7 separate regions of the Mus musculus genome follow, and regions 1, 2, 3, 4, 6 and 7 are each linked to region 5. A link is a contact called in public HiChIP or PLAC-seq and promoter capture Hi-C data. All regions are on one chromosome and are shown on one strand. The core of a region is the stretch at or near the end of the contact, and the rest is flanking DNA. Distances in the headings are between cores, read along the strand shown.

Region 1 (2,821 bases), core at 35-2,534, 940 kb before region 5:
TGAGGCACAGCTCCTCAGTGAGCGGTATGGGCGAAGGGACCTTAGTCTCTTGATGTGTTTCCCATTCCCTTCCTGGGACACAGCCTGGTCCAGAGAATGTGCACTCACCTGGGCAGGCTTGATCACCACGGTGTTCCCGGCAGCCAGGCAGGCTGCTGTCTTCCAGGACAGCATCATTAAGGGATAGTTCCAGGGGATGACAATACCACAGACCCTGCAAACAAAAGCAGCGGGCCTTTGTCCCTTTTCAGACAGGCTGAACCAGAGTGAACCTGCCAACTCCAGCCCCTCACCCAGGACTGGCTGCCACTGTCAAAGCCAGGCTTTCCAGGAAAGGCAATGGACCTGGGGAGCCAGCCCATGCCTCTGGTGCTGCAGTGCAGCCTGGCTGGGATGGAGGTCGGTGTCTGAGGGGAACTCTCTAGGGAGGAAGAGAGGTAAGGGTGGGTACAGTGACCAGACACTGGTGTGGAGGCCTGGCAGAACATCTGGCTCAGTGTAGGAGCTGCACATTGACACATGGGTATGGTAGTGTAGACTCGGGGGTAGTGGGCAGTAGGTATGCAGACCACAGCCTAATCCCGTTTGGCTCTGCCTCTCTTGGCTCCTGTGTCACCATTACTACTATCAGGGGACCAGAAAGGAGGTTTCTTAGTTGGGCCCAGGTATTGAGAGAGCACAGTCAGAGAGGCCAGTGGACAGGATGACTGTGAGACATCTCAAAGGAGGCATGGTAAGTATCAGCCAGTCCCTGTGTGGATAAAGGTCCACTGAGAGCCTGTGCATCACCCTGGGAGTGGTAGAATACAAGGGGGTCAGGATGCTGCACCCCTCTGTCCAACCTACACCCAGCATAGTAGAGGGTCTGGGTGGGTAGCAGAGAGCAGAGCCTGAAGCTGCTGGGTGCTGGTCATGGGGTTTTAGGAGAGCCAAAGGAGGAAAGTGTCAGAAGAGTCCCCTTGCTATAGGGTGAATTGGGTCCCCTCCCAAAACACACACCTCCAGAATCCCAAAGGGAATGGGACATGGCCATGGAGACAGAGGTCAGGGTGACAGTTCTGTAAGAAATGCCAAGGGCTGTCAGCAGCCACTAGCATGCCGTGCAAACTTGGATCACACATGTCCCCATATGCTGAAGGGTTCCTGGCTGCCCGGAGGCGGGCAGCCTCCTGTGCTGTTTGCTTCTGCTGAGCTGTGGTGCAGCCACAGGCCTGAAGCTACGGGGCCAGGCAGCCATGTGCCTCAGCCTTATTTGTGTGTAGATATTGACAGTGTGTGCACAGGTGTCAGCTACAGCTTCCTCCCCTAGGATATTTATAGCCAGAGGCTGCTCTCCTACAGAGACCCCAGCCCCTACTGAGATTAGTTAAACCTGTCGCCTTATTCAGCTGCATATAATGACCCACCTCCTAGATTCAGATATATAAAATAAGTACACTGAGTTTCTGGTTTGCCATTGGCCTGTCTCCATCAAAGAAGAAGGCTCACCCAATCCCAGCATATCTGTATGTGTGTTGCCATTTCTTAGTTCCCTGTTACCCCAGTTAGGTCAGTTCCTAAGCCGTGCAGGTCATGGCAATTCCTAGTGGCCGCCCTTGGTAGAAGGCCTCTTGTCTTTGATTTACCCATGATACTAACTGTCCTATAGTGTCTGAATACTTTCTCTTTCTTTCTTTCTTTCTTTCTTTCTTTCTTTCTTTCTTTCTTTCTTTCTTTCTTTCTTTCTTTCTTTCTTTCTCTCTCTCTCTCTCTCTCTCTCTCTCTCTCTCTTCCTTCCTTCCTTTCTTTCCTTCCTTTCTCTCTCTCTCTCTCTCTCTCTCTCTCTCTCTCCCCCTCCCTCCCTCCCTCCCTCCCTCCCTCCCTCCCTCCCTCAATGCCTCCCTCCCTCCATACCTCTTCCCTCCCATTTAAGGACTTCAGGAGACTGTGTTAAGACCATGGCAGTTTAAGTATTTTTGATAGAACTCCTGTTCCTATAGAACTACATGCAGGCTCCTAAGTCCCCCCTATACCTGTGAGGGATTTGCCATGTCTGTGACACAGGATTCTGAATGCTTATGGCTAAGATATTCATCCCAGTATGCTTTCTCTCTTCTGCTGAGCCCTGAGGCCTCCTGTGGGGGAGACTAGGTGACCAGTTTTGCCCTGCAATCTACCTTTGCACTTCCCCTACTGAACTCTGCCCTGCACTGTCATCGGTTACTGTCATTGGCTCTAACTTTGGGGAGTATCTGGGAACGGAGTAGGGAAGCCACTCCCTGAATGTGGGTGGCAGCATCCACAAGGCTGGGGGCCTGGATGGAGCAATAGGCAGAACACAGGGCTGCTCATACATATGCATCATCAGCAGGACCATCCATGACATCAGACTCCAGAGCCACACCAGCACCTCTTTAGGGAAATTCCAGGCCTTCGGCTGTGCCATGTGTGGCTCTTGTTCTGAGCCTTCCAGTTTCTCAGACTGAGTGGCTGTCACCCCAGCTTGCAGGTGGCCATCTGGCTATGGAGCCTCTGAGGGTGGAGACCAACCCCCCTGGTCTTTTAATTAGAGGTATATTCTGCTGGCTCACTCCTCTGGCTAACACTGACTCATTTGTAATGGATGCAGTTGTTTTACAATCATTTTGGATGCAGCCCCCCTGTTTACTGCCGTGGCTCTGACAGTTACTGTTCACTTAAATAATGGCACAGTGACCACAGCAGTGCCGGACAGAGCAGGTACTTTAGATATGAACAGCATAGCCATCCATGGGTATATGCTGAGGATGTTACAAGCTGCAGGCTGGCATATGGTATCCCAGAACACACCAGCAAACCTGTG
Region 2 (2,700 bases), core at 103-2,602, 960 kb before region 5:
TATCTTCTTGACTTTATAGAACATTCCGGTGGGAATGTACGGGAACCCAAACTCAGGGTTCGAATCCCAGTTTCTCCTCTTCGCAGATGTGTGACCTTGGGAGAGCAAAATACCATCCACCTCAGAGTATGAACGGAGCGCTGTAAGACCCTTTATCCTAGGGTACCTTCAGAGGTTTTGCTTACTACCAAAAATATTAAGAGAACATTTCTAGAAATAAAGAATTTGTAGGTTTTGTGCTCAGTTCTGAGCAGCATGGTGGACCGATTCAGTTAACACTACACTGTCCCTCCTAGAACATGCAGCACTCCTCGGCATAGGGATCTATGCTGCAGATGCTGCCCATCAGCTAGTCACCCTCTCAACAGTTGTTAGGGTGGCTGAGCTGTTGGCCAAGCAACGCTTAGTCTACTTAATAATGGCACAAGTATAGTGATGGTGACAATTGTATCACAGTATATGATTACACCTGCCCTACCTTAGGGGTGTTCATCTTTTACTGTGTCTAGTTCACAAGTTAAGCTCTACCATAGGTATGTATATTAGGAAAACAATCTATATGTCTGGATATCATTCCAGGATTCAGACACTCTTTGGGAACATGTTTGTAACTCCCTGCAATAAGGGGAGATCACTATACCCTTCTATAGTATATTTTCCTTACAGGGCACTTGGCCTGACTCCAGGCTCTTCTGTACTACTTTACAGTCGTGGTTCTTAAGCTACCATAGTACCAGCATGAGGCCAGCCAGCGTCAGGAAGCAGAGCAAGCTCATCTAGATATCTGGGTCAGGTTGGAATGGCTGCGTCTCTAAGTGGTCTCCGTGGCGAAGAAGCAGTTTGAAAACCTGAGTTTTAAAAGATTTATAGAAAGGATCTGGTAGACTGAGGGATCTTCTCAAGTCTGAACAACCTCTAGCTTGACAACCTGGAGCGCAGGGACAGCTCGCTGAGCCTGCCTTAGGGTGGTCAAGGATGATCTCGGGGTGCTGAAGGAGTTAACCATAACCCCTAGAGTCAGGCGCTCTGGGGTTCATCACAGGCAGAGGGAGAGAGATCAGCGGGGCGGGTCCCTGCAGACCTTTGGAGCGAGGATGCCACAAACTGACCCGCCCAGTGTGCCTAAGACAGATCCTGTGCCCCACGCCCCATCCCGAGGGCCATTGACGCTCCGCTTTCCCTTGGCTTCCCCGGCTCCCAGTCCAGCTCCTGCCCGCGCTTACCGGTCCTCTCCCGGCCGGCGGCGAAAGCGAGGCGGCCAGGCGCGCGCTGGACACTGTGGAGGCCTGCGGCGGGAGGAAGCGAGAAGGGCAGCAGGCGGGCCAGCCCCGCCCTGCCTAGGCGTCCAGACAGAGGGGCGGGGCCACAGGAGGGGAGGGTTGCTGGGCGAGTGTTGTGGGCGGGGCCAATCCACAGAGGTGGCGCTTGAAAAACCCAATTTTTAAAGCCTTTTAGTCAGGACAGCTCTCTGATCGAGCAGTGGGGTGTGCAGGGATGCTCCCTGGGTGCCGAAGGACCCAATGACACGCCTCAGAGGCGGTGCCGCTTGGGGTGGGGCCAAGAAAGAAGAAGCTAGACCCCGGAACAGGACCATGAGTAGGGCGGGGTCACGGGCGGGGCCACGGGCGGGGGCGGGGCTGGGCGACGGAGTAGCCTCCAGTAGCACACTGCAAGGGCCAGCTTCCCTTAGGATACACATTTGCCTGTTCAGTTTTCAATCTGACATTTCTGAATATTTCACCTTTGAACACTTGTGTATGTGTCATGAAAGTTCTTCTGTCCTTCAACATGTGTGATCCTCTCACTCTTATCAAGATACAGCCTTGGAAGACTCAGCCAGCAGTGGTGAGCCTCAGTGGACACCAGCTCCTACAATCTATCCCGTGCCCCCACTTATGGCTCTTGGCTGATTCAAGAATCCTGAGCCCTGGCTGGATTCTAAGCTGCCAACTGCACCTGCAGAAACCGGATGTGCAAGACCTGTAAGACAGTAGTTTTGAAGAATACAACACAAAAAAAGTATGACAGGGCAAGGCCCGGGGAGATGCAAGCCCAGTTCCTGGATTCTGTCCCCAGCAAATGAAAAACAAAACAAAAACAGATGACAGTGTTCCACATGTTAGGAGAATTTACAGACTGGATGGCTTACATTGTCAAAATATAGTGCTGAATTCCAAGCTCCCAAAGTGATTGCATTTGTCAATCCAGCTTATGTAAGAGGTAGCAATGAACAAGTGAAGTCACAGGGTGCAGTCACAATGCGACTGGAGTCCTCTCAGGAAGAGACCCTGCCAGCTCATTCTCCCTGTGTGCATGCAGGTGAGACATAGAAAGACAGTAGGAGGGAGGCGTCACCAGGAATAGCCATCCATGAACCTTGAACTCCATGTTGATATGCTTTCATTTATTGTAACAAAATCAACTTATACAAAGAAAAGGGTTTATTTTAGCCCATACTTTTGAAGGTTTCATAAAGGTTTAACGAGTTTGATTCCCAGACTGAGGCACTGTGGGCAGGTGGGGGGTAGCAGAATCTTAGGTCTGACTAGAACAGGGAAAAGCAATAACTGGTGTCACAGTCTTGAAGAGAACCCTGGACCTCAGCCCCTGATCCCTCCATCACAAACCCTTTGATTAAAGGCTGACCCAGAAAGCCCTGTGACAGTGAAAAGGAGAGGCAGAAAAGACAACAGGAGGTTC
Region 3 (2,700 bases), core at 136-2,635, 910 kb before region 5:
GGGGGATTCAGTGCATAGCCCAGGCTGCCCTGGACATTTCCATCCTCCCACCTCAGCCCCTTGAGTGCTGAGATTTCAGCTCTGTGCTCCCTCACCTGCCTCCCTTCCCTCTGAACATCTGTTATTTATAGAAAGAGTAAGGGAGAAAAACACAAGCAAACAAAACAACAAAAACCCCACTTCTGGCTTCAGTCAGGATGGCTGCAGATCAGCCGTTATCACAGCTCAGGGACAAGAAGGAACATGGAGTGAGGACTGTCACATAAAGCTGGCCTTTGGCCACACAGATAGCAAATGAGGGTCTGGAGGGTCTACTGAGCCCCAGGCTATAGGGTGCAGACTCCCACCCCTGTCTTCTTGTCATGGGACACCCCCAGGGGCTGCTGAAGCCTTGGGCCTTCAGGGACTCAGAGGGCTCCTGTTCCGCAGGTCCCTTCTTCTAGCCCCTGGGTCAGGACAGCAGAACAGTGGCAGGAGCCCTCCCTCTATAGCCTGCTGCAGTCCCATGCTGGGAGCAGACCTAGTGGTAGTCAGAGTTCACCCCATGGCCAGACATTCTGCAAGGAACCCCCTCCTATAACTGCTCAAGGCTGACCCTCTCCTATGATAGCCTCTTTGCCCTGGCTCCAGGTGGGGGGTGGATAAGTCCCTCAGGGAGTCAAGATCAGACACTTCCATGATCCTGGGTGTGGCTACAGGGAACAATAGAGCAACCCAGCTCTCAAGCCTGCAAGGCCTTAGTGAACTTCACCTTCCCTGTGTCTCAAATGCCTCTGTAAAATATGTCCCTGCTGTCTCCTGGGCACAGAGAACTTATATGGACAGAGGACAGTGCCAACACTCACCACCAGCTGCCTAGGACCAGAATTCTCCAGGAACCTCAGGAGAGGTGTACTGTTAAGACACCACACCTCCACATTTTACAGACCAGAAGCCAAGATTCAGCTGTGCTCAAGAAAACTCCTAGGACATGAGCCTGGGGTGGTGGTGCACGCCTTTAATCCCAACTCTCCGGAGACCCAGGCTGGTCTACAAAGCTTGTTCCAGGATAGTCGAAGCTACTCAGGGAAAACCTCCCTCAAGGTGGGAAAAAAAGGGCAGGAACTGTAGTTCCCAGGGCAGGAGCTGAGGATCCAAGGTTCAGCGGCTGCCTGTAGTGGAGAGGATCTGGGTGCCTCTCTCAAAAACAAAAGAAAAAGAAACTTACCCAAGGTCAAAGACGGGAAGTAGGGAAAACAGGGTCACCGGCCCAGGGCTCTGGGCTAGCAACCCAGAAGTACCTGCTAGCTGCGAGCGTCAGTCAGCTGTCAGCAGTCAGCACAGGGGCAGCAAGCTCCCAGAAGGGCGCACAAGCTCGGGTCTTGTGCAGAGAGGGTTAGGGTCAGTGCTCCTCCTCCAGGCAGAGAAGAGGCGGGCTCTAGGGCCCGCCCAGCCTAGATCTCTCCAATCATAGGAGGCCCTCCGGCCAGGCCCCCAGATATGACCAATCAGGAGATCTTTCCCTAGTCCCTAGAATGGGGTGAGGGATTTGGGAAGTGGACTGGCAGAACCAAGCTCAGGTCATCCGTCCATTTGCGGGGACCTTGCTCCCCAGAGGGCTCCGGCTTTCCCTTCTGCAAAATGGGCCACCATCGTCTATAAAAAGCACCGTGCAGCGACAGGCACGTCCTCAAAAGGCTGGGTTGGAGACCTCCCCGCCTCCCCGCACCCCCAATTCCGGGTAGAGTTCATTGCCTAGCATGCCCGGAACCTAACTGGTCGCCCAGGGCCCAGAGCCAGCCGCTGATTCACCAGACCAGACCTCGATGGGACTTCAGTGAGCCTCAGTCCCGAGACTGGAGGTGGGCATAGACCCATGAGTGAGGAGGCAAGGAGGCAGGAAGCAGGAGGCGGGTCTAATCTGCTGAAGGTGGGACCTATGGAAAGTGCAGCTGGGAAGGGAAGGGCAAGCCCTAGCTGGCCTAGTCCCGGCCTTCAGGCTTTATGCTATTTGGGTCATTTCCTTCACCCAAGCGTGATAAGCAAGGAGCACAATGCTGGTGACTGAGACATGCAAGGTCACCCATCTGCTGTGGACCTGGGGTTGTGTCCTGGTGGGCCTGAGGTTCTGAATCCCATGCCCTTCCCACCTCTTCACGGCCTCTGGTTTTCTTCTCAGAAGTTCTCCTCTGGCCCTTCCACCTTGTCACAGACCCCCTCCCTGGGCAGAGTCATTGTCCTACTTGAGAAAAGTCAGAGACAATACAGGGTCCAGTGACATGCCCATCACTTCCTGACCAAAGCTCTGTCCTGCAGGCTCCCTCCCAAGGATTCTCCCCTGCAGCTACTCCATTAACCACCCTGCCTCTCAAACCACCGCTGAGACTCCTTACTCAAGCTCTTCGCCCCTCTTCAGTACACCAGGCTGGCTCTAACCACATCCTTTGCACTGGCTCTGCCTCAAGCAGACCCTTGGATTGTGATAGCAGGCACCTCTGTCTCTTACCAGCCAGACAAAGTCTGGCTCTGGGTTGCTCAGCCCAAACATATTGTACCCTCCACACAACCTAAGGAGCCTCTTGGGCTCTTCTGTGCCCCTCCACTCTCAGTTACTGCCAATAGAGAACTAACCATGCCCTCAGTGCCCCTGTCCTCTGTGCATCTGCTCTCCTACCAGACTGTAAGCTCTCTGAGATCAGGAAATGCAACAGTTGTCTTTCC
Region 4 (2,714 bases), core at 148-2,647, 870 kb before region 5:
TACACTGTAGCTGTCTTCAGATCACTGTAGCTACACTAGAAGAAGGTGTCAGATCCCATTACAGATGGTTGTGAGCTACCATGTAGATGCTGGGATTTGAACTCAGGACCTTTGGAAGAGCAGTCAGTGCTCTTAACTGCTGAGCCATCTCTCCAGCCCTGTAATATTTCTTCTATAACTAGTGAAATGCATAAACATGTACACACACACACACACACACCAGAATGTACCCAAAGGCCAGGAGCTATCCTGTGCCTCAACCCCCACACAGTGGGAGGAGAAAAGCCACCACCTGGACATCTTTGCTTTTTTCTTAATCTCAATTTCCAAGACCAACCCACAGCTGGGAGAACACAATCCCTCCTTGCCCAAGAGGTCCACTCTCTGAATGAAGGCCCAGTAGGGACACTGCCAACACATAGTTCAGGACAGTGCCAGCCTCTGCTAGGTCTGCACCAGTCACACACTTCTCATGGAAAGACAGACAGAAGCTAGGGAACAGAGGAAGGGGCTTTTGTCACTGGCCACTGGCTGGCTCCTTCCCTGCCTTACTCAGATGTCCCCACATGACCGGGACAGATAGAGGATGATTCTGTTCTGCAGAGAGTAGCATGAACTCACCTTCCCTGCCTGATCTGTATGCAACATGCTGCTCCTTGGACGTGGCCTTTAGTACTATCAAAACACAGCCAATGGGAGCCACAGGGAGCTGTGCGGACTGCAGCTGACACCTCTACAGTCAACTTAAAAGGGAAAGCTCGGTGGCTCTTGTCGAGGACTCAGGTGTGATTCCATGGGTCCCAGGGGATCCAGTGCCCTCTTTTGACCTCTACTGACACTGCACACGCGTGGTACATAGACATACATGCAGACAAAAGCCAGACACATTAAAATAAAAACAAAAAAAAAAAAGAAAAGAAAAAGAAAAGAAAGAAAAACGAAGCAGACAAACATGAAGAGACGTGACTAGTAGGTAGCCGCTGATCATGACCACCAAATCTTCTGCAGTTCACATGACTGAGTTTCTGCATTCACAGGGCGGGCAGTGCAGGAGACATGGTCACACAAACATGGGAGTAACACACAGTACTATGACATCCATGTCCCCACTTGGGACGAGGACTTCCTAGTTCCACCATAACCTTACAGACCCTCAGTTGTACATGTGAAATGTAACTGGTGCTTCTCTACGCCATCTGCTTAGAGAGGGAGGGTCTCATCCCAGGGCTCTCCAAAGTGGCCTCCTAGTCACCATGTATCAGAGACCTCCCGGGATCCCACAGAACTGACCAGCAGGGGGCAGCATGGTGCCACAGAGGCCCTGAATCTATTGAAACCCTGTAGGGCAGATGGCAGTGCCCCAGGGTTCCAGCCTGAGATCTGAGCAGAGCCCAGGCTAGGCTGCTCAAAAGCCCCACAGAAGAGACCCAAGTGGCCGCACCCAGAGCTGCAGGCCTGCAAAGTCAACAAGGTTTGGTTTTTCTCCATGGCTGGATCAGGTCACTATTTACTTGGCTCCGCTGGGGACTGCAAGACCTTGTCCTATGAGCCACACCTATTTTTACCCAGCAGAGTCAGCCTCAGGGTGAGATCTGGGGCTGAGAGTTTCCATTGTTGCTCCAGGCTGTCTGTCTCTAGGTGAGAGCACTCAACCAGGGACCTCCTGACTCTCCTGCTGCTCCTCTCCTCTCCTCTCCCTCCTCTCCTCTCTATGCCATTCCCCTCCTTTTCTTCTTCTTTCTGTCTGTCTTTTTCCCCCCCTTAATCTGCCCCTCCCTTCCCACTCCTGGCCCCTGGTCCCTAGGACCTGTACTGCCTGGTAAAAATACACCTTCCCTCTGAACCTCAAACTCTCTCCTTTGGGGTGTTTGATTTTGACACAGCTCAATGTGCCAGTGAGGCAAAGCCTCTGTGGGCCCTCCCTGGGACCCTTCATCTCTGTTGCACAATGGAGACTGGCTTGCATCATCAGAGAGGCCTGGCCAGTGCACACTCAGCATATCATGGAGCCAGCCTGATGCCTCTCAAGGACCTGCCCTCTGGCAGGGCTGTGAGGGATATGAAGGGTGCTGACCTGCAGAGACCCCCTGTCAGGAGCAAAGCCTAAGTTATCTGATTGATCCTAACAGGAGGATCAGGTTTTGGCCTCCTCCTCCTCCATTCTCTCCCTCTGTCTATTCAAGCTAGACCACCAGTCTTTGGAAAGCTTTTCAGAGTAGGGGGTTCCCAGGCCTTTTCTCTGCCCTTCCAGAGACCCAAGTTGAGCAACCTCAAATCCAGGACTCCTGGCTGGGCAGAGTAGCTTCGGGGTACTGGGGAACCTTGGCAGCTGACACCGAGGTCCACTCAGGGCTGCATTAGAAGTGAAACAGAGGACAAAGAAAATGAAAATGATCAAATTTAAGATCTCAACCTTTGGGGGCTGGAGAAATGTCTCAGCAGTTGAGAGCCTGGCTGCTCTTCCAGAAGACCTGAGTTTGATTTTCAGCATATACACGGTGGCTTACAACAGTCTATAACTCCAGTTTTAAGGGATCTAAGGCCCTCTTCTGGCATGTTTGAGCTCTGCACACCTGTGGTGTATATCCATACTTGCAGGCAACACATTCATACACATAAAGAATCTAAAAATAAACCTCAAAACAAAACAAAAAAGCCTTAGCCCTTGGGTAGCTGTACAATTCACGGATGAATTTTGAAGTCAAAAAAGTGAA
Region 5 (2,922 bases), core at 409-2,908:
TCTTACACTGAGGTAAAGTGCACTCCACTATGCCATCTGTTTTAATACGAGTTCTGGGGATGGAACGTTGGTCCTGGAGCTGGCACCATTTCATCCCGTTTCTTGTGGTAGCACTCTTAATAGGAGCCCAGGCTGGCCTTGAATACATGATCCTTCTGCCCAAGCATCTATTTTTTTTTTCATTTAAATTGTGCTAGAAATGGAAGCCAGGGCCTTGCTCCCACTAAGTTACACACCTGGCCTTTATTGTTTCAACTTTCTCATAATGTTAAGTAAACATCAAGATATTGAACAGCCCCATCTTGCATCTTCCTTCCAAAGATTTCAATAAGAATATTTTTATCTCATAATATGAAAACAATGTCGAATGCCCACCCAGCCCCAAATTACAGAGTGTGCAACAGAGCTTAAACTAGCCACGACTTCCATGGTTCTTAAAACCTCCTCTACCTTCATCTTACAAGCTCCCTGCTAGTTCTGAAACCTGGTCAAGGAGCCAAACATGCTAGTTAACAAATGGGATCTAGATCCAGCTTCAGCTAGCCACGCAATCCTATTTTAATAAGACAACAATTTTAAATATTTTTTGGTTGTTCTTTTTTTTTTTTTTTTAACTAAAGCCCATTATCAGGCTGGAAAGCAAATGTTTCCCTAGATGGCAACCTCCCGGGACCCCGTAGTGAGTCAGAGAAGGTAGGCAATGAAACCTGGGAAAGTGCTACAAAAGCCCTACTCCGTCCACCTTCAGGCCCCGCCCACCTCCCATATGTCAGCGCAGGACCGCCCGCCCACTAAGTTCCACCCAAACCCTCCCTTACCCCCCACCCCCCATACACTAGGTCCCACCCACAGAGTTCCACTCAGACCCTCCCTATTAGCCCCTCCCACCAGGACCCCCTTCCACGGTTCCAATCCGCCCAATGAGCCCCGCCCAGACCCTATTCCGGTTACGCCCATCAAGCACCCTCCACAGACCTCCGCTTCGCCCCACCCACCAACCTTGCTCAGACCCCGCCCACCAGGCGCTAACTACTGAGCCCGGGGTTCGCCCGGCTCACTGCTCAGACCTCTGATCAGTCCCCAGATCCGGCTCACAAACTTACCCAGCCTCTTTATCGACGCTCCTCCCCGCCCGGCCCACCCTGTCCTGGCTTCACCTTCACTTCCCTCCTCCCACCGGGATTGCTTAGACCCTGCCCATCAGGCCACGCCCCAGAGCTCTGCTACGGCCGGCCCCGCCTACCCGCGTGCTGTGTGGACAGTAACTCTTGCTGAAGATCATCACCCTGTTGCCCTCGATGAGGTCCCGCAGGCGGCGCCGCAGCTCCTCGCGGGCCTCAGAAGACGGGCGGCTGGTCCCAGGGGAGGCCAGGCGGGCGCGGCGGCCGGGTGGCGACGACATGAGGCCGCCACGGACAGCACCCAGGCGGCGGTTGGGGAGGACTCCAACCTTCCCCAGCCCGGGCGAGGTCTGCGCCCGAGGAGGCGGCGGCGGGGACGGTGGCTTCTCCAGGGCTTTGTTGTCGCTCCGGGCCGAGCCGGGCCTGCTGAGGAACCGGGACGCGGGCGGCCGCCTAGGGGACGACGCCGGCAAAGCCGCTGAGAACTTGAGAACGCTACGCACTGGCCGCGGGCGCACCGGACAGCTACGGGGCCACGCCCCCGACCGCGCGACCCACGGAGAGGGCCCGCCTACCGACCGGCCACGCCCCCGGGAAAACTTTGCCCCACCTCCAGGCCTCCACAGGGCTAAGCTACGCCCCCTTAGCTCAGCCTGGTGAGCCTGCAAACTACTCTGTCTACCACCCAGTGGCACAGTGGCAGTCACTTGCCATTTTCAAAGGTGCGGAATCAAGCTTGTATGCTCTGCTCTTCTTGTAATTACTGTTTTCATTATCGTTTTACCACAGTTTTTGACACCCAGAGGCCTCTCTACAGTTCCTTCCGCTCCTGATTCTCCACCAATCTCAAAATAGGTGCTTTTCAGGAAGGGTAGATGTCTCCACTTTATTTCAGAAAATGTGACAAAAACCTTGTCTAGGAAATACTGATTCTTTTTTAATTTGCACTACTGAAGCTGAATAAAAATTACTATTGCAATTCAGTTTCAATATGAGGTTCCTAGGTTACTACCTCCCCAACCCCTCAACCCACACACACCCTCAGCAATTCACTGTGACAGTGTACTGCTTAGTTTTTGTCAACTTGGAGCATACTAGAGTCACCTGGAAAGAGACTCAACTGAGGAAATGCTTCCTTCAGATTGGCCTGTAGGCAAGCCTGTGGAATATTTTCTGATTAATGATAAATGTGGTGGCATCAGGCCCACTGGGGAGGGGGTGCCACCCTTGGGCAGGTGGTCCTAGGTGGTAAGAGAGCATGCTGAGTGAGCTATCGAGAGCAAGCCCACGAGCAGCAGTCAGCTTCTGCTCCTTCTTGGGTTTTCTGACTTCCCCCAATAATGGAGTGTGACTTGGGACTTTTCCCAAATAAACCCTTTCTTCCTCTAAGTTGTTTTTGGTTAGTGTTGTTATCACAGCAACAGGAAATAACTAGGGCACAATGGATTCTCAAGCCATCCCCAACACAGGAACCATTTGGAAAGAAGGTCAAATAAGAACAGGCGGTATGCAAACATTTTATCAACTGAGCCCTCTCCCTGGGCTCACGTTTTAAAGTTATTGCTGTAAGCAGCCCTTCTGAAGTTCAGCTTCCTGTAAATGAGCAGAGGCACGGACTCTAATTAGTGGCCACTGTTAGTCAGTTAGCTGGACTATCCTTAGCACCTGTGGTCTGGAACGCCCACTCCACAGAGGCCTTGAGGAAAACTGCATGGCCAGTGTATCTGGTGCCTGTCTGAAGGGCAGGCTCAACCAGGGCTGCTTCAAACATTTGAGCCAGACTTGTTATCACCAACCCTTG
Region 6 (2,745 bases), core at 199-2,698, 990 kb before region 5:
CTGTCTCACCATACCTGCCAGAGAGCAACAGTCAAGCAACTGGGAAGCCCCTCTCTGTCCTGCCCCATCCCTGCATTTCGCTGATGCCCTGGTGATCGTCAAGACCCTTGGTCTGGTTTTCCCAGGACAGGCTAAGAGCAGATAGCAGATTCATGGCAGTTCTCTATAACCCTGCTTAGAGGTCCAGAAAACCCAGAAAAGCAAAGAGGTAGTTCCCAGAGCACGTGGCCTCAGGGGTAGGATCAGGAGGAAGTTTTCTCCTGGTTAAGACATTCTGTATTATTGTGGGATATGGGTCAGGCTGGCCTGATAGCCACTCATTTCCCAGAGTCACCTCCAGCTGTGAAGTCAGTGCACCGCCTACCCAGGGGCTTTGCCTCTGCTCTCTCCCAGCCTCGTTCTCTGACTCCATGTCCCACATGTGCACAGAACATTGACTTGCTCTAGACTCATCCCGCCTGAGCAGCTCCAGTGCTCGATGGCTATAGGTGGTGTACGTCTCACTCTGCTCTGGGTGGTGTCCCTCTCTGGGTATGGTGTCACCATCACCCCAGACACCACAGCCCACAATAATAGTCCCTTCATCTGCCACAGGTGCTCCAGGCTAGCTATAGACAAAGTGCTTCGTGGTAGATATGGCCAGCTTCTGTACCATCCCCAGAGCTGGAGGGCAGGTCCCTCAGGCTCTAAGCAGGCCACTAACACTCAGGGACACAGTAGCCTGTACAATTGTCTCCTTACAAGGCACTTGGGAAGGCGCCCTGCCCAGGTTCTCCATAACTTCAGACAGGAGTCATCCAGCTCCCCCATTACACTGATGCGTCTTCCTGACAGCTCCTGGCATGTGGGAGCTAACTCACTTCCCAGTCACTGAAGACCGTCTCCTGGGGCCAGGCCCACTGCCTTCCTGAGCAGAGGCAGTGGCAAGAGGGGAGGGGAATGGCACTCTTATTTGTTTTACAAATCAAATGCAAATAATCAACTCCTATGCACATCAGACAGGCCTAAAAGTACAACTAGGTCATCTTATCTGATTCTCAGGCAGTGAGGCTCCTCACTGCCACCTAAGAGGACAGTTACAGGAATCAGTCAGACTGGACAGAGATGCCCCAGGTACAGTGGAGGCCATACTGTTTTATCTGTACCTGTGCTTACTTCTCAGACCTCCAAGCCCTGTCGACTTGAGCTGCTTGTGTTTGTGTGTGTGTGTGTGTGTGTGTGTGTGGGTGAGAGAGAGAGAGAGAGAGAGAGAGAGAGAGAGAGAGAGAGTATGTGTGTGTGTGTGTGTGTGTGTGTGTGAGACATCTGCTCATGTCCCTCCCGAGAGCCTTCCCTACCTTTGTGGCTGTAGAAGAAACTGCTCATGAGGGCCAGGATGGACAGGGTGATGAGGTCGCCCAGGCTGGCTGCAATGGGTGTGGCGATGTTATCAGGGTTGACCCCAAACTTCCGAGCACCAATCACTATGCAGATCATTAGAATTCCTGCAGTGGGAGGAGGGGAGGCCCAGGGAGTGGTTGGTGGTGAGAAGGCTTAGAGGCTCCCCCACCCTCAGGAAGGGTCAAGCAGGTGGTTATAGTTATATCTATGAAAGTCTAGATGCTCAACAGGCTGCCTACCTCCCTAAGTTTCTGTCACTAGCTGGAACCTGTGGGGGTGGCAAAGGGTGGCCTGAAAAGCCTGAAGACACGCTTGAGCAGGCAGGTAGCCTCTGACCTCTGGAAGCACCTAGAAATACAGGGACATGGCATTCACAGCTTCTGCTACATGGAGGGCTGTTCCAAGGATGCTCTAAGCAAAAGTAACCTGAGGGGCAGAGGGACCTGGCCTCCAGGAACTGCTGAGTCCTCTGAGCAACCTATATATGAGACATTTCTTAGGCTCAAGCACCAATGGAGGCTGGGGAGGGAGAGCAGGTAGATGTGTGTCCCGACCCCATTGGGGTGAAAGGCTCTGCCCAGACACCAGAGACATCCTGGGAGTCCCTTATCCCAGGAGCCCAGCAATACTGTTCCGAGTCACATGGATGAAACACATGACCCTGAGGTGCAGATGGTGATGGGCTTCGTGGCTTGGCTGGAAGATCAGAACAGCACATCTCCAGGGGCTCAGCCCCAGGACCCTCCACTCTGTCTGAGTGCAGCTTCCCTGCAGCCTTGCAAGCCTCATTAATTGCTAGCTGGGGCTTCGTCTATTTCAGCAGGCTTCCCTTGGTTCTTCAAAACATTATGCATCTTGGCTTTTAGAATTTAACACTACTCAAGAATCCCGTGACTCTGAAAATAATTCCAGAAAGGCCCTTCGCTCATCCCCTCGTACCCCAAAATGAATGGAGTTAAAAATAAAAAGGACTACATTCACCCTCGATGCCACCACCTGCCACATTGTGTCCTGTGGGACCAAGCCAGGGCCCTGCTGCTTCTTTCTAAACTTGGGCGCCAAGTGAACCTGAATTTACACAACTGAGCCAATGGGCTGGTGCTGGTCTCACTGAAGCCCCTTAACAGACACTACTGTGCATGCTTGTAATCCCAGTACTCAGGAAGCTGAGGCAGGAGGCTTGTTATAATTGTGAGCCAATTTGTACATGGTCCTGTATGTGGTTCTATTGACACATGTAGAGGCCAACAAACTAGATGAAGAAAGCTGCCTTGCTCAGGTGTCTGACCTCATCAGCAGGGAGTGGCAAACAGCAGAACTCTCTCGGGCATGCACATGCTCTCTGCACACACACACACACCTGGG
Region 7 (3,006 bases), core at 400-2,899, 890 kb before region 5:
TGTCCTGCCTGGGTCCCCCCCCCCCTTTTTTTTCCTTGATACTGCAGACTATGGCTTTTCCTTTTAGGATATTTTGAAACTTTTTGCTGAAAGCCAGACCTGAGGCATTGGTTGACAGGAGTGGTGTTTGGTGTTAAATGCTATGTAAACTTAGCTGGGAATGGAGCCGTGTTTAACACTGTGTAATGTCTTAGGGCTCCTATCACTGTGAAGAGACACCATGATCACGGCAACTTTTTTTTTGTTTTTGTTTTTGTTTTTGTTTTTTCGAAACAGGGTTTCTCTGTATAGCCCTGGCTGTCCTGGAACTCACTATGTAGACGAGGCTGGCCTCGAACTCAGAAATTCGCCTGCCTCTGCCTCCCGAGTGCTGGGATTAAAGGCATGTGCCACCACGCCCGGTTTCATGGCAACTCTTATAAAAACAAAACATTTAATTGGGGCTGGCTTACAGGTTCAGAGGTTTAGTCCATTATCATCATGGAGGAAACCATGGATGCCTGCAGGCAGACATGGTGCTGGAAAGGCAGCTGAGAGGTCTACAATTGGATCTGCTCAGTAGGAAGAGAGCGTGACACAGTCTAGCTTGAGTTTCTGAAACTTCAAAGCCCAGCGATACACTTTCTTCAACAAGGCCACACCTGTTCCAATAAGGCCGCACCCATAATAGTGACACTCCCTGTGGCTAGAGGGGGCCATTTTCATTCAAACCACCACTCTGACAATGCCTGTAGCTTCAAAGTCCATTGTCTCTCTCTCTTTCTCTCTGGACATCTTGACAGTGGTAGCCTTGGCTGTCCTGGAACTCACTGTGTAGACCGGGTTGGTCTTGAACTCACAGAGATCCTCCTGCCTCTGCCCTCAAGTGCTGGGAGTAAAGGTGTGTTCCACCATGCCCTACTCTACTCTATTCTTTTTTTTTTTTTTTTTTTTTTTTTGGTTTTTCGAGACAGGGTTTCTCTGTATAGTCTTGGCTGTCCTGGAACTCACTTTGTAGACCAGGCTGGCCTCGAACTCAGAGATCCACCTGCCTCTGCCTCCCAAGTGCTGGGATTAAAGGCGTGTGCCACCACCGCCCGGCTACTCTATTCTTTTGATTCTTCTGTCATCTTTGTGTTTCTCTGAGAAAATTTCACAACTATGTCTAATTTAGTGAAGTATATGTATGGGTGGGAACTATGCCATGTGAGGGGTATTAGGAGGTCAGAGGTCAGTTTGTGGGCATCAGTTCTCTCTTTCCACCGAGTGGATCCTGGGTATAGAACTTAGGTCATCAAACTTGGCAACAAGCACCTTTGTCCACTGAGGTGCCCCCCTGCCCCCCCCCCAAGCAATTCTGAAAGAGAGTCTTTCTCTTGCAGATCTTTCAACTGTAACCCCTGAACCCAGGCTGGAGCATGCTTAATATAGGGAGAGGATCTGTCTCCTGAGAAGGGTATTCTTGGGTTGTGGCCATGAGAGATCATTCTGAAAAAAAACCTCTGCCCTCTCTCCAGCTTAGGTGAAACACAAAGCCAGATTTAGGGGCTGGAAGGCTGGCTTCATTTTGCACCAGACAACAATCTGGCAAAGTCCTGGCAGTGTTGGCTTCCATTATGGAGACGGCACTAAGAGGGTTTATAAATGGGTACTATTTTCCTCCCTCTGACAGAGGCACAAGACAGTGTTTGTTTTGTTGAGACAGGGTCTCTTTTGTAGCCCAGATGCCTTGAACTTGTGTTCAGCCGTTGGCTCCAAAGCCCTGGATGTATAGGCCTTTGCAACCATGCCAGGCCACAAGGTAAACATTTTTATGGCTCTTCACCATGGAAAACAGTGGGCTTCCTGGACATCAAACTGTGGGGATTTTACCCTTGACTGTGACTTGGAGCATCCTGCTTTCAATTCCAGTGAGACACCAGAATGTTATGTGATTCCAATGGTCCACAGCACCCCACCCCCACCCCCAGCTAAGCTGGCCCTGGCTATTTTTGCTGGTCCATGGTCTCCACCCTAGGTTTCTGTTTCTCTTTCCCAGAACTGCAGTAACAGAATGCTGCAAATCAGGGCGCTGAAAGCAGAAATGCATGTACTTGCAACCCTTGCAGGTTGGAAGCTCACCGATTGCCAGTCTCACTGCTTCTGAGTCATTGGGGGGGAGGGGGGGGGAGATCCTGCATCTTGGCTGGCCCTGGCTTGCAGTTGTGAACACCTGGGCTCTGCTTCCATTGTCACATGGAAACCACCACCCTCGATCCCTCACCCCCAGCTCTGTCCCATGTCTCTTCTCTACCCAAAAGGACACTCTTCATCCTGGGTGGAAGACCCAGATCTGCTTCAACGTGACCTCATCATCAGTGATTTAAGTAATTCTATACTCAGTACTGTTCTTTCCCACAAGGCCCTGGGCTGAGGTGCTGGGGACTAGTTCCTTTAGCATAACCTTGGGGGAGGGGCATTGCTAACTCTGTAGAACTCCTTAGCCACCAGTGTCTACAGACTTGGGAGCCATGCCTGACCCTCTTGCCCACACCCTCAGTTCTTAGAGAGCCGGATGAAAACTTAATGTTGTTCAGTTTTGCTCATTGTAGGATGCAGGTGATGACCTCTGAACTCTTTGTTCATGGAAGCAGAAGATGGATGCCAATTGTTGAGTTTACAGGGGATTTAACTCCTTCTTTTATAGACTCTTGGGTCCTGGGTGGAATCAGCATGGAAGGCCCCCTGGGTAGCACAAGCCACTTCCACACTTGACACCTGCTGTCTGTCACTGATGCTGGTTCTTTTATCAAGCACATTTATGGATGGCTAGACTTGGTCCAGCTACTCTGCACATAGCACTGGGTCCTTGCTGTGGTGCTACACACTCTGGCATTTACACAGCGTAGGCTAAGCACAGGGTGGTAGGGTGTGATGCTCAAGGAAAGGAAATGAACTAGGTCGTGGCAGCACACACTATTGATCCCAGTGCTGAGAAGGCTGAGGCAGGAGGATCTGAGTTCAAGGCCAACCTAATCTACAGAGTGA

Evidence for each region. Promoter capture Hi-C pulls out the DNA fragments that hold promoters and counts their contacts. HiChIP or PLAC-seq counts read pairs in DNA pulled down with a chosen protein or histone mark. Capture Hi-C pulls out chosen DNA fragments and counts their contacts.
Region 1: a contact with region 5 is called in a promoter capture Hi-C map of hippocampal neurons, with 8 times the contacts expected there. The contact joins the enhancer-like site here to the promoter of Txnrd3 in region 5. A contact is called at or near these places in 15 of 39 promoter capture datasets (the 3T3-L1 cell line, the HPC-7 cell line, the SN4741 cell line and 9 more) and 4 of 115 datasets of contacts at active chromatin or transcription factors (epiblast stem cells, kidney, pancreatic cancer cells and 1 more).
Region 2: a contact with region 5 is called in a promoter capture Hi-C map of liver, with 3 times the contacts expected there. The contact joins the promoter of Slc41a3 here to the promoter of Txnrd3 in region 5. A contact is called at or near these places in 8 of 39 promoter capture datasets (the 3T3-L1 cell line, 3T3-L1-derived adipocytes, cranial neural crest and 5 more), 3 of 484 Hi-C or Micro-C datasets (embryonic stem cells and muscle stem cells), 7 of 115 datasets of contacts at active chromatin or transcription factors (astrocytes, cardiomyocytes, embryonic forebrain and 4 more) and 2 of 9 other capture datasets (adipose tissue and liver).
Region 3: an RNA polymerase II HiChIP or PLAC-seq map of embryonic stem cells shows a contact between it and region 5, with 12 read pairs. The contact joins the promoter of Aldh1l1 here to the promoter of Txnrd3 in region 5. A contact is called at or near these places in 10 of 39 promoter capture datasets (the 3T3-L1 cell line, the HPC-7 cell line, cranial neural crest and 7 more) and 7 of 115 datasets of contacts at active chromatin or transcription factors (cardiomyocytes, embryonic stem cells, epiblast stem cells and 3 more).
Region 4: a contact with region 5 is called in an H3K27ac HiChIP or PLAC-seq map of embryonic stem cells, with 10 times the contacts expected there. The contact joins the enhancer-like site here to the promoter of Txnrd3 in region 5. A contact is called at or near these places in 14 of 39 promoter capture datasets (the 3T3-L1 cell line, cranial neural crest, embryonic stem cells and 6 more), 1 of 484 Hi-C or Micro-C datasets (embryonic stem cells), 7 of 115 datasets of contacts at active chromatin or transcription factors (embryonic stem cells, extraembryonic endoderm stem cells, forebrain and 3 more) and 1 of 9 other capture datasets (embryonic stem cells).
Region 6: a contact with region 5 is called in an H3K27ac HiChIP or PLAC-seq map of embryonic stem cells, with 10 times the contacts expected there. The contact joins the enhancer-like site here to the promoter of Txnrd3 in region 5. A contact is called at or near these places in 9 of 39 promoter capture datasets (the 3T3-L1 cell line, the SN4741 cell line, cranial neural crest and 5 more) and 3 of 115 datasets of contacts at active chromatin or transcription factors (all in embryonic stem cells).
Region 7: a contact with region 5 is called in an H3K4me3 HiChIP or PLAC-seq map of stem cell-derived neural progenitor cells, with 18 read pairs. The contact joins the enhancer-like site here to the promoter of Txnrd3 in region 5. A contact is called at or near these places in 12 of 39 promoter capture datasets (the 3T3-L1 cell line, cranial neural crest, embryonic stem cells and 5 more) and 5 of 115 datasets of contacts at active chromatin or transcription factors (cardiomyocytes, embryonic stem cells and stem cell-derived neural progenitor cells).

What each region holds. Positions count from the first base shown.
Region 1 is chr6:90,577,869-90,580,689 of GRCm38.p6, reverse strand. Aldh1l1 (aldehyde dehydrogenase 1 family, member L1) reads right to left here. Exons shown (of 23, transcript NM_027406.2): 15 at 109-214. Among named protein-coding and RNA genes, the nearest start is that of Gm15756, 21 kb to the left of the region's middle. Within about 2 kb of position 1,284, at least 8 of the 459 cell types and tissues checked have an H3K27ac peak or open chromatin away from gene starts, as enhancers often do. A contact at or near this core is called in hippocampal neurons, where this site is marked.
Region 2 is chr6:90,603,532-90,606,231 of GRCm38.p6, reverse strand. Slc41a3 (solute carrier family 41, member 3) reads right to left here and starts at 1,352. Exons shown (of 11, transcript NM_027868.2): 1 at 1,224-1,352.
Region 3 is chr6:90,549,478-90,552,177 of GRCm38.p6, reverse strand. It overlaps Aldh1l1 (aldehyde dehydrogenase 1 family, member L1), which reads right to left and starts at 1,385. Exons shown (of 23, transcript NM_027406.2): 1 at 1,208-1,385.
Region 4 is chr6:90,513,819-90,516,532 of GRCm38.p6, reverse strand. No RefSeq gene overlaps it. Among named protein-coding and RNA genes, the nearest start is that of Aldh1l1, 36 kb to the left of the region's middle. Within about 2 kb of position 1,397, at least 55 of the 459 cell types and tissues checked have an H3K27ac peak or open chromatin away from gene starts, as enhancers often do. A contact at or near this core is called in embryonic stem cells, liver and stem cell-derived epiblast-like cells, where this site is marked.
Region 5 is chr6:89,642,724-89,645,645 of GRCm38.p6, reverse strand. Txnrd3 (thioredoxin reductase 3) reads right to left here and starts at 1,658. Exons shown (of 16, transcript NM_001178058.1): 1 at 1,244-1,658. The coding sequence starts at 1,513.
Region 6 is chr6:90,633,989-90,636,733 of GRCm38.p6, reverse strand. Slc41a3 (solute carrier family 41, member 3) reads right to left here. Exons shown (of 11, transcript NM_027868.2): 6 at 1,338-1,484. Among named protein-coding and RNA genes, the nearest start is that of Slc41a3, 30 kb to the right of the region's middle. Within about 2 kb of position 1,448, at least 7 of the 459 cell types and tissues checked have an H3K27ac peak or open chromatin away from gene starts, as enhancers often do. A contact at or near this core is called in embryonic stem cells, where this site is marked.
Region 7 is chr6:90,530,639-90,533,644 of GRCm38.p6, reverse strand. No RefSeq gene overlaps it. Among named protein-coding and RNA genes, the nearest start is that of Aldh1l1, 19 kb to the left of the region's middle. Within about 2 kb of position 1,649, at least 14 of the 459 cell types and tissues checked have an H3K27ac peak or open chromatin away from gene starts, as enhancers often do. A contact at or near this core is called in stem cell-derived neural progenitor cells, where this site is marked.